2 separate regions of the Cricetulus griseus genome follow, and region 1 is linked to region 2. The links are chromatin contacts, called in public Hi-C maps. All regions are on one chromosome and are shown on one strand. The core of a region is the stretch at or near the end of the contact, and the rest is flanking DNA. Distances in the headings are between cores, read along the strand shown.

Evidence for each region. Hi-C and Micro-C count contacts between places; a contact is called where the count stands out from the background.
Region 1: a contact with region 2 is called in a Hi-C map of liver, with 2.3 times the contacts expected there. The contact joins the enhancer-like site here to the promoter of Lpin3 in region 2. A contact is called at or near these places in 2 of 8 Hi-C or Micro-C datasets (the CHO-K1 cell line and liver).

What each region holds. Positions count from the first base shown.
Region 1 is chr6:18,744,900-18,748,839 of CriGri-PICRH-1.0, reverse strand. It overlaps Zhx3 (zinc fingers and homeoboxes protein 3), which reads right to left. Exons shown (of 5, transcript XR_004770600.1): 5 at 1,711-2,996. Among named protein-coding and RNA genes, the nearest start is that of Plcg1, 33 kb to the left of the region's middle. Within about 2 kb of position 2,374, at least 1 of the 6 cell types and tissues checked has open chromatin away from gene starts, as enhancers often do.
Region 2 is chr6:18,592,459-18,596,411 of CriGri-PICRH-1.0, reverse strand. Lpin3 (phosphatidate phosphatase LPIN3) reads left to right here and starts at 1,759. Exons shown (of 22, transcript XM_035446544.1): 1 at 1,759-1,929.

The DNA.
Region 1 (3,940 bases), core at 1,125-3,624, 150 kb before region 2:
TAATTTTCAATACATACCTGCATTACCTGAGCAAGTCTTCCGAGAGAGGCTCAGCCCTGCCTTCCTTAAGCAGCTTCCCAGGCCATGGTTCACTTGTCTTGACACCTTAGCGCATTTCCTTTCCAGTCCTGTTTTGACCCTTCTCTCACTGGAGCAGACTGAAGGGCCAGTGTCATTTCCCAAATCCTTCAGCTGCTCCTGACTTCTGTTGACTGACCCAGAAGACCCAGCAAAGGGGACAAATGTTGGTGAGGGAGAAATGACCTGGGTCTTAATGTCTTGACACCTTGTGGCTGTCTTGCCTGATGCAGGCATTGTTCCTCCATGTGACAGCTTGGGTAACTGCCTTCCATCCAGTGGTTTATGACCCATAGAGACTCATCTAATCCATGCAGTGCTTAAATACATGCTTGGGTACATCTGAGAAATACTGACACTGGACTTGTATGGATATTCACCAGCTCCTTGGCGCATGAAAATAGTGGTCAGGTTGGAAACCACTGGCTTGGGCAGAGGAAATCAAACGAGTGAATAGGAAGTCAGTGGTACCAGGAACAAAGCCAAGAGTCCTTGTGTTTGGCTAGCAGGACAGTGACAGGTAAAGAGGGATCACCAGGGAACACTTACCAAGAGATCATTGCCTTACAAGTTCAGGGACATTCTGCCTCCGCCACAGCACTGAAAACCCTGGGGTTAGGAGGCAGAAACAGTTTGTAACCTTTACTAAGAAAATTCATTTACAGGTAGCCGTGCCTTTAGAATGGGGGTGGGGGGTTGTCACTTGTGGCCAGACTCACCCTGAACTTCAGCTGAGGACTGGGACTAGACAGCCACTTGTCATTCAACTTGTCTTTTACCTCTGACCATATCAGATGTATTGAGGGGTGGGGAGTAGGTGTGAAGTTACCTTACCAAACTAACTTAGTGACCAAAGCAAGCCCAGACCTCCAAGCATTTTAATGAATTGGATATGGCCCTTAGAGGCTTCCCCAGAGGATGTATACCCATGGGCCAGCCTGTTTCTTAGGAATAGTGCACTCCCAGCTGGCTGCTGCTGCTGTCTCCACCCAGGACTTGAGATCGCACCATGATATTACACTAGTTTAGTCAGTCCAGTGACCTGGCCTTTAGATCCAACACAAAGCAACTCCTTTAGGACCCAAGCTGGCCTTGTGAAACAGTAGACCCTGATGCTGTTTAACTGATACCCTTGTTCTTTCCCAGGTGGGTTTATTTTGGGATATGTTAGGCCAGTGTGGTCATCCCAACAAACTTCAGTTGCCTTACATCTTAGAGGTGTGGGTTTGACCCTGGTCTTCTAGAAGGCTCCTGGGTCTTCCTGCATAGTGGCAAGCCCACCTTACCAAACAGCATGTCCTACTGACAATTTTCACCAGAAAAAGAAAAGAACACAAAAAAACCTGCCCATGTCCTATGGCTCTAAGATTAGACTTGTTTGACTCAGCACAATTTTAAAACTCCACAGTCGTTTCACATGGAAGCTATACAGTGAGCTCGCAGAAGACAAGTGAATTGGAATGTTTCCCTGGGGTGCTGAGGGAAGTCCCAATATTTATCAATTTTAAGGTCAGACTTGCATAAATAAATAAGTAAATATAAGGGTTTTTAGCTTTTTATTAATCACCACCACCACACATACACACACACACACACACACACACACACACATACACACACACAGTCAGCAGATTAGAAATGTCTGTACAGTTTTATTTAGGAACAGTCAAAAGATTGGAAGTACCACTGAGGCCCATTCAAACTACATAAGCAATTTTGTCCCTCATCCCATCCCTTTACCCAAATTTGCAGATACAAAATCTAGGAAATGTGCAATTTGCATCTTAGAAATAGCAGCATCCCCATGGGGGACCTTAGGAGGCCCAGAGACTCAGTCCCAGGAGGCCAGCTACACACCTTCCACCACACAGCCTACACCAAAGGCAAAGGCCGGCTTCTATTCAGGTGTTTCCTGGGTAAAGGATTCATTCCCACACTCCAGCCAAGTGTGGCCCATGCTACCTGTACCTCAGTGCTTGGGAGGCAGAGGCAGAGGCAGGAAGAGTGTTCAAGTTTGAGGCCAGCCAGGTCTATAAAGTGAGTTTCAGGCCAGCCAGGGTCACACAAAAAATTCCCACTCCACAAAGGCCCATGTGACAGAATAAGCTATTTCTCACTTTGCTCTCATAGCTGGTCACAGTAGCAGGTGACACCCTGCCATTACACAGGACAGCTGCCCCTCACTTAGCACCAGGATAGTCACTGAAACTGTTCCTGGGAGACAGGAAGCACGTCAAAAGCAGACTGTTCAAGTTGTCCCCCGTCACACGGCTCAGCAGTCTGGCCCCTGAGAACAAAGCCGTCCATACTGAGATCAAAACAGAAAGTAGGTTCTTGAGGACTAGGAACCCCAGGACATTATCAGCAAGGACTCTGCAGGCCCTTGGCAGCCTTCCCAACTCCCCAAGGGCTGTGTCAAGACAACTCAAAGAACAATAGTCAGCAGGGGCCAGAGAAAGGTTGGCCCGTTTACTCTGTTTAATAACATTATGACACAGTCTGACCTTCCTGGCAAAGCTGAACAAAGCAGGCTACTTAGAAGCATGGGAGAGAGATCACTGCCCTAGTGACCACTGCTGCCCTTGGCCCACCCAGTTTCAAAAGGAGCAACCCAACACATGCTGGAACCCTGCTAAGGAATGGAGGCTGGCTCTCACTGCAGCCAATTGCCTCACTTGGGGCCCTAACCCTGAGCCAAAGAAGCTACAAGAACAAAGCCTCTCTAAGCACAAACTGCAGGTTAGAGGGGACCACATTATTACAGACTTTCGCCGGATGTACAGTGTTGCTTCTGGGACTTGCTTGAGAAGGATTGAGCACTGGCAATTCTTTCTATATTCAGTGTCTGAGCAGGCTTTATCATAGACATTTTACCTTCAACTCCAGATGTACAGAGTAATTCTGAAATGACCCACCTTCTGTAGAAGGAAATACAAGTCAAAAGGCATTGACCAAGAAAAGCTATTAACACACAGGTGCCCATCTATGTGCACAGTACACCAATCTCTTGACAAAAGAGGCACTGATAGCAGGTAAATGTGCAGGTCACTCTCGGGTGTCCTGACTTGCCATCTGCCCACCCTTGTAAACAGCAGGAAGATACCATGCAGCAAACAGTCCCTGCCAAATAGCTGTTCTCCCTCTGCTCTGCCTGGTTCCTACCAGAGTAGGAGCAATGTCTAGCGCAAGGAGGGCAGAGACATTCGAGTAGTAACTACACTAAATCCATTCAGCCCTGCAAATCACAACTCTGAAAAAGGAAGCAGGTACCTACTTCTGTCCTTTGGCAGCCAGGATCTGCCTTGGTCTCATTCCCAACCTCTGGATTCCCACATTGCTCCAGACTTCAGTTGACTTGGGAAGAGGTGCTCCTGCTAGACCCTGACTCAGAAGAACCTGCACTGTTTTTCAGGTCTGAAAGGCTAAGTCCATAAAATTGCTGGCTAGTGTTGACAAACATTCAGACCCCAAAGCAGGTTCTCAGTCCTAACACCATACACCCTGTGAGCTTCCTGACCACGTGCAGGTTCTGGGCTGAGTGCACCTGGGCTTGCCACTCCATGCAGCTACCCTTAGTGGCCAGGCACTAGGAACACAAACTCCTGCAAAAATGCATTCTGAGGACTCAGTTCCATTTGGATTTCTAGCTAATAAAACTGGTAGCAGTTGAAACAGCAAGCAGTATAATCAGTTCTGTCATATTACTCAGTCAATACCAAGCCCAGACATTCCACTGAAGACTCCCAACAGCCTCATTAGCCCTGCAATATACAGCTCAGTCATTTACCTGCTCCACTGAACCAGAGTAGAGCAAACTGCAGTGTGGATAATGCAGATTGAAGTCTCAGAAATGCCTATGCTT
Region 2 (3,953 bases), core at 510-3,009:
GTCAAATAGTCATACCACATACCTTCTGCCTCCCCTCCCCCCCAAACCAGTGGGTTTTTCTCAGGGTCCACCTTAGAACCTACATTGAAAATCCCACTGTGAGTTTTTTGTTCCAGATTTGATTTTTTTTTCTTCCTTTTTTTGGTTTGAGACAGAGTCTCACTATGTAGCTCTGGCTGTCCTGGAACTATGTAAACCAGGCTGGCCTCAAAGTCAGAGATCCACCTGCCTCTGCTTCATGAGCCCTGGAATCAAAGGAGTGTGCCACCACGCCCAGCTTCCTGTTTGAAATATTTTGAGTTCCCTCCCAAGAAAGAAAAACCAGGAACCCAAGGAGTAGACTGAAGAGAACTGACTTTCAGACTGTGGACTTGGATACTCCTGGGGGTTTGTAGAGAAAGGTTACAATTTGTACATCTGGCATGCTGTCCCAGGGAACCAAGGCTCCCACTAACTTAAACAGTTTTTGAATTGACATGGCATTAAAATAAATTTGTAAAAAAAAATAATGTAAATATAATAATGTAAAAAAAGGAATATTATTTTAAAATCTCTTTTACCCTTTTCCCACTTTAACTTTGTAAGCTCCATGCATGCTGCTATACTACAGCTCATCTACGGGGCTCTGGGGGGGTTGTTTGTTTGTTTGTTTGTTTTTACTACTATGCAGAATTTCAAGGCACATGTTTTAGTTTCATTTCTGTTGCTGTGATAAAATATCCTGATCAAAAGAAACCTAGGGAAGAAAGGAGTTTTTTCCCCCTACATATAATTTCAGGGTACAGCCTATCATGGGAAAGTCAAGGCAGCTAGTCAAATAGTCATACCACATCCAGTCAATGGCAAAAAGAAATCAGCACATTTAATGCCTATGTACTTGCTTGTGCTTGGCTAGATTTCCCCACAGTTCAGGACCTTCTTCCTAGGGAATGGTGCCACTCATAGTAGGCTGGGTCTTCCTACATCAAGTAGGCAAGACAATACCCACAGATATGCCCAATGTACACAATCCCTCATTAAGACTCTTCTTCCCAGGGGATTCTAAGCTGTGTCAAATTGACAATTAAAGCAACAACATACATCAACAATATTTTGTTTACTCAGTCCCTAGGGCTTCTTTTGCTCCAAATCCCCTACCTATCTCCAACACTATAACAAATAATCTCCTTTTATTTTTACAGATCTGAGTAAACTTTCTCAGAGACCACCCCAGCAGTGAAAACGCTGCACTATGGGCCATGTGCATATCTGAGTTTTTACCAAGAACTGGCTCTTCTACTACAGAGGGCCAAACCGGTTGACAGTTCCCACTATGTGGCTGGAGAGTTAGTTCTCTATATTTGGATTTCAGGCCTTCATACTGCAACTAAGAGATGGACCTTGGTTTCTAGTAAGTCCCACCCATTCCAATTTGGCACTGGCCTTATGATCACTGACAAACAATTCTTCAGGCTGTGGCCATTCCCTGGTGATTTAACAAATGGATTTTCATTTTTATTTTTACTTGTTTTCTAAATTATATTTCTGGGGAAAGGTGCAAGTTAGAGATGGGAGTTCTTTGTTCTGTCTTCCCTGGGCACTCTTTGGAGCCCACAAAGGTCCCACGTCCATGAAAGAACTGGTCCTTGGTGCTTGGGCCAGTGTCCTAAACAGCAAGGAATGCAGTGACTCAGCTAGTTACTCAGGGACACTTTAGTGAACAAGGCCACGGAAGGAAATCATTACAGACAGCTGGACTGTAAAAAGCAAAAATACTCCACACACCAAACTCTACAAGCCAGTAGAAGCCGAGCGAGCGTTCTATGATTCAACAGGCCTGTTTCTGCCACGTGGCTCATGCTCATGATACGTGGCACATAGCCCTGGTTTGCTGCTGGCTGCTGCTCTGAGCTCTGCTAGGAAGCCACAGAGCGGGATCTCAGGAAGGCTGTGAGTGCATTTTTCTCCCCACTCTGACTCCCAACTCTCCCCACCTGTCTGCTGTTCTTTTACCCTCTTAGCATAGCCCTCAAAATCAATAATAACAATAGGCTGGAATTTATCATTTCACACACGCTGGCAACTTGGCAGGGACACAAGGTCAAACAACCGGCATCCTCTCAAGGCCCTGAGGCAGGCAGATACCTGACAAGTCTTGCTCCCTGGGGTAGGTTCCAGTGTCCTGGGTAAAGAAGCCAGTGGCAAATACAAGGGGAACTGAGTCTGGGATGGAGGCAGGACAATTGAAGGTGTGATTCCAGGTTCACTGATTTTTACTGGAGGCCTAGTGTGTGCCAGACCCTGATCTTAAGATAGATTAGTGAAGACAGACCAAACATCTTGTCCTCCCAGGGGCCATGTTCCTGTGGAGGGAGACAAACACCAGCTATCATCAAGAAGTTACAATAGCATGTGGAGGAGTGATCCGCGTGTGTGCAGGCATGCATACTCACCGGGATGAGTTCCGTGTTGGTGTGCTCACTTGTTTGCATATGTAGAAGCCATCGTCTTCCTCCATTGCTCTTCATTTTACTTTTTGGAGACAGTGTCTCTACTGAACCTAGAGCTATTTAAGCTATATTGATTGGCCAGAGAGCCCCTGGGATTCTCCCGTGTCTATACCCACTACTGCTGTCCCTGTATCCCTTCCCCCAACACACAGCTGCTCTGTAACCAGAGCTATAGACACATACTGCTTCTACATCCAGCTTTCACACGAGGGTCGGGGCAAAACAAGCACATGACCTACTAAGCCATCTCCCCAGACCCATGGAAGAGATTCTGGATGCTGGGAAAGAACAGAGAAGGGATATAATTTGGGAGAGGCAGAGGAGGCTCTACTGAGGTGACCTTCGAGTAGTTGTGATATTGGTGAGAAAGCCCCGTGAGTACCAACAGAAAGTTCACTCTCTTGATGGAGGAAGCACCAGTGCCATGAGCTGGGAGTCATGTGGCAGAAACAGCCTGTGAAGTCACGGATGTTCAGCTCTTCTGCCTTGTAGAGTTTGGTGTGTGGAGACTTTTTGTGTTGGGAGGTTGGTGAGTCTTGAAGGATTTTTTAAAATTTCATTTATTTATTATTTATGTGTATTTGTGTGAGCTTGTGTGACTATATGTGCTCCACATATATGCAGTGCCCACAGAGGCCAGATGAGGGCGTGTGATCTTCTGAATCTGGAGTTACTTCTGCCATATGGGTGCTGGGTGCTGGGAACTGAACCCAGGTCCTCTGGAAGAGCAGTAAACATTCTTAATGGCTGAGCCATCTCTCTAGTCTGTGAAGAATCTTTTTTTTTTTAATACATAGTCTCAGGCCAGGCATGGTGGCACACATCTTTAATCCTAGCACTGTGGGAGCACAGGCAGGTGGGTCTCTGTGAGTTCAAGGTCAGCTTGATCTACAAAGCTCCTGACCCTGTCTCAAAAAAAAAAAAAAAAAAAAAAAGTCTCCCAAGCTTGACTCACATACTTAGTAGCTGGGGAGGACCTTGGTTTGTTGTTGTGGTTGTTGTTGTTGGCCTTGAATTTTTGATCCTCCTGCTCTACCTTGCTCAGTTTTGTAGATTGTTGGGGTTTGAACCCAGGGTCTTTTACACACTAAACAAGCACTCTCCCAACAGTTGTATCCCCACTCTGCTGGAGAATTTTCTTTTAAGACACAGAGAGCTTCACTTTACACAGTGGCCTTTTGGTTTTCCACTTTCAGTCAGAAATTACCGTCAAATTCCGAAAAGGCTCAGCCATCTGACGTCTTTCCTGAGAAAGGCAGTTGGAGCCTGGACACTGCCAGGCAGCATGGCCATGCCAGTCAGTCCTCAGCTGGCACCAAAGGCTTTTCTTTGGCAAGAGCCCAGAAGGGGTGGGGCCAGAGAAACTGCTTCCTAGACCTTTCCCCTCAGCTAGCCCTGGAAGAGCAGGCCTTGCACCCAGAGCATGGGCTGGGCTTTGAAACCTCTTAGCTGCTGGTGAATGTA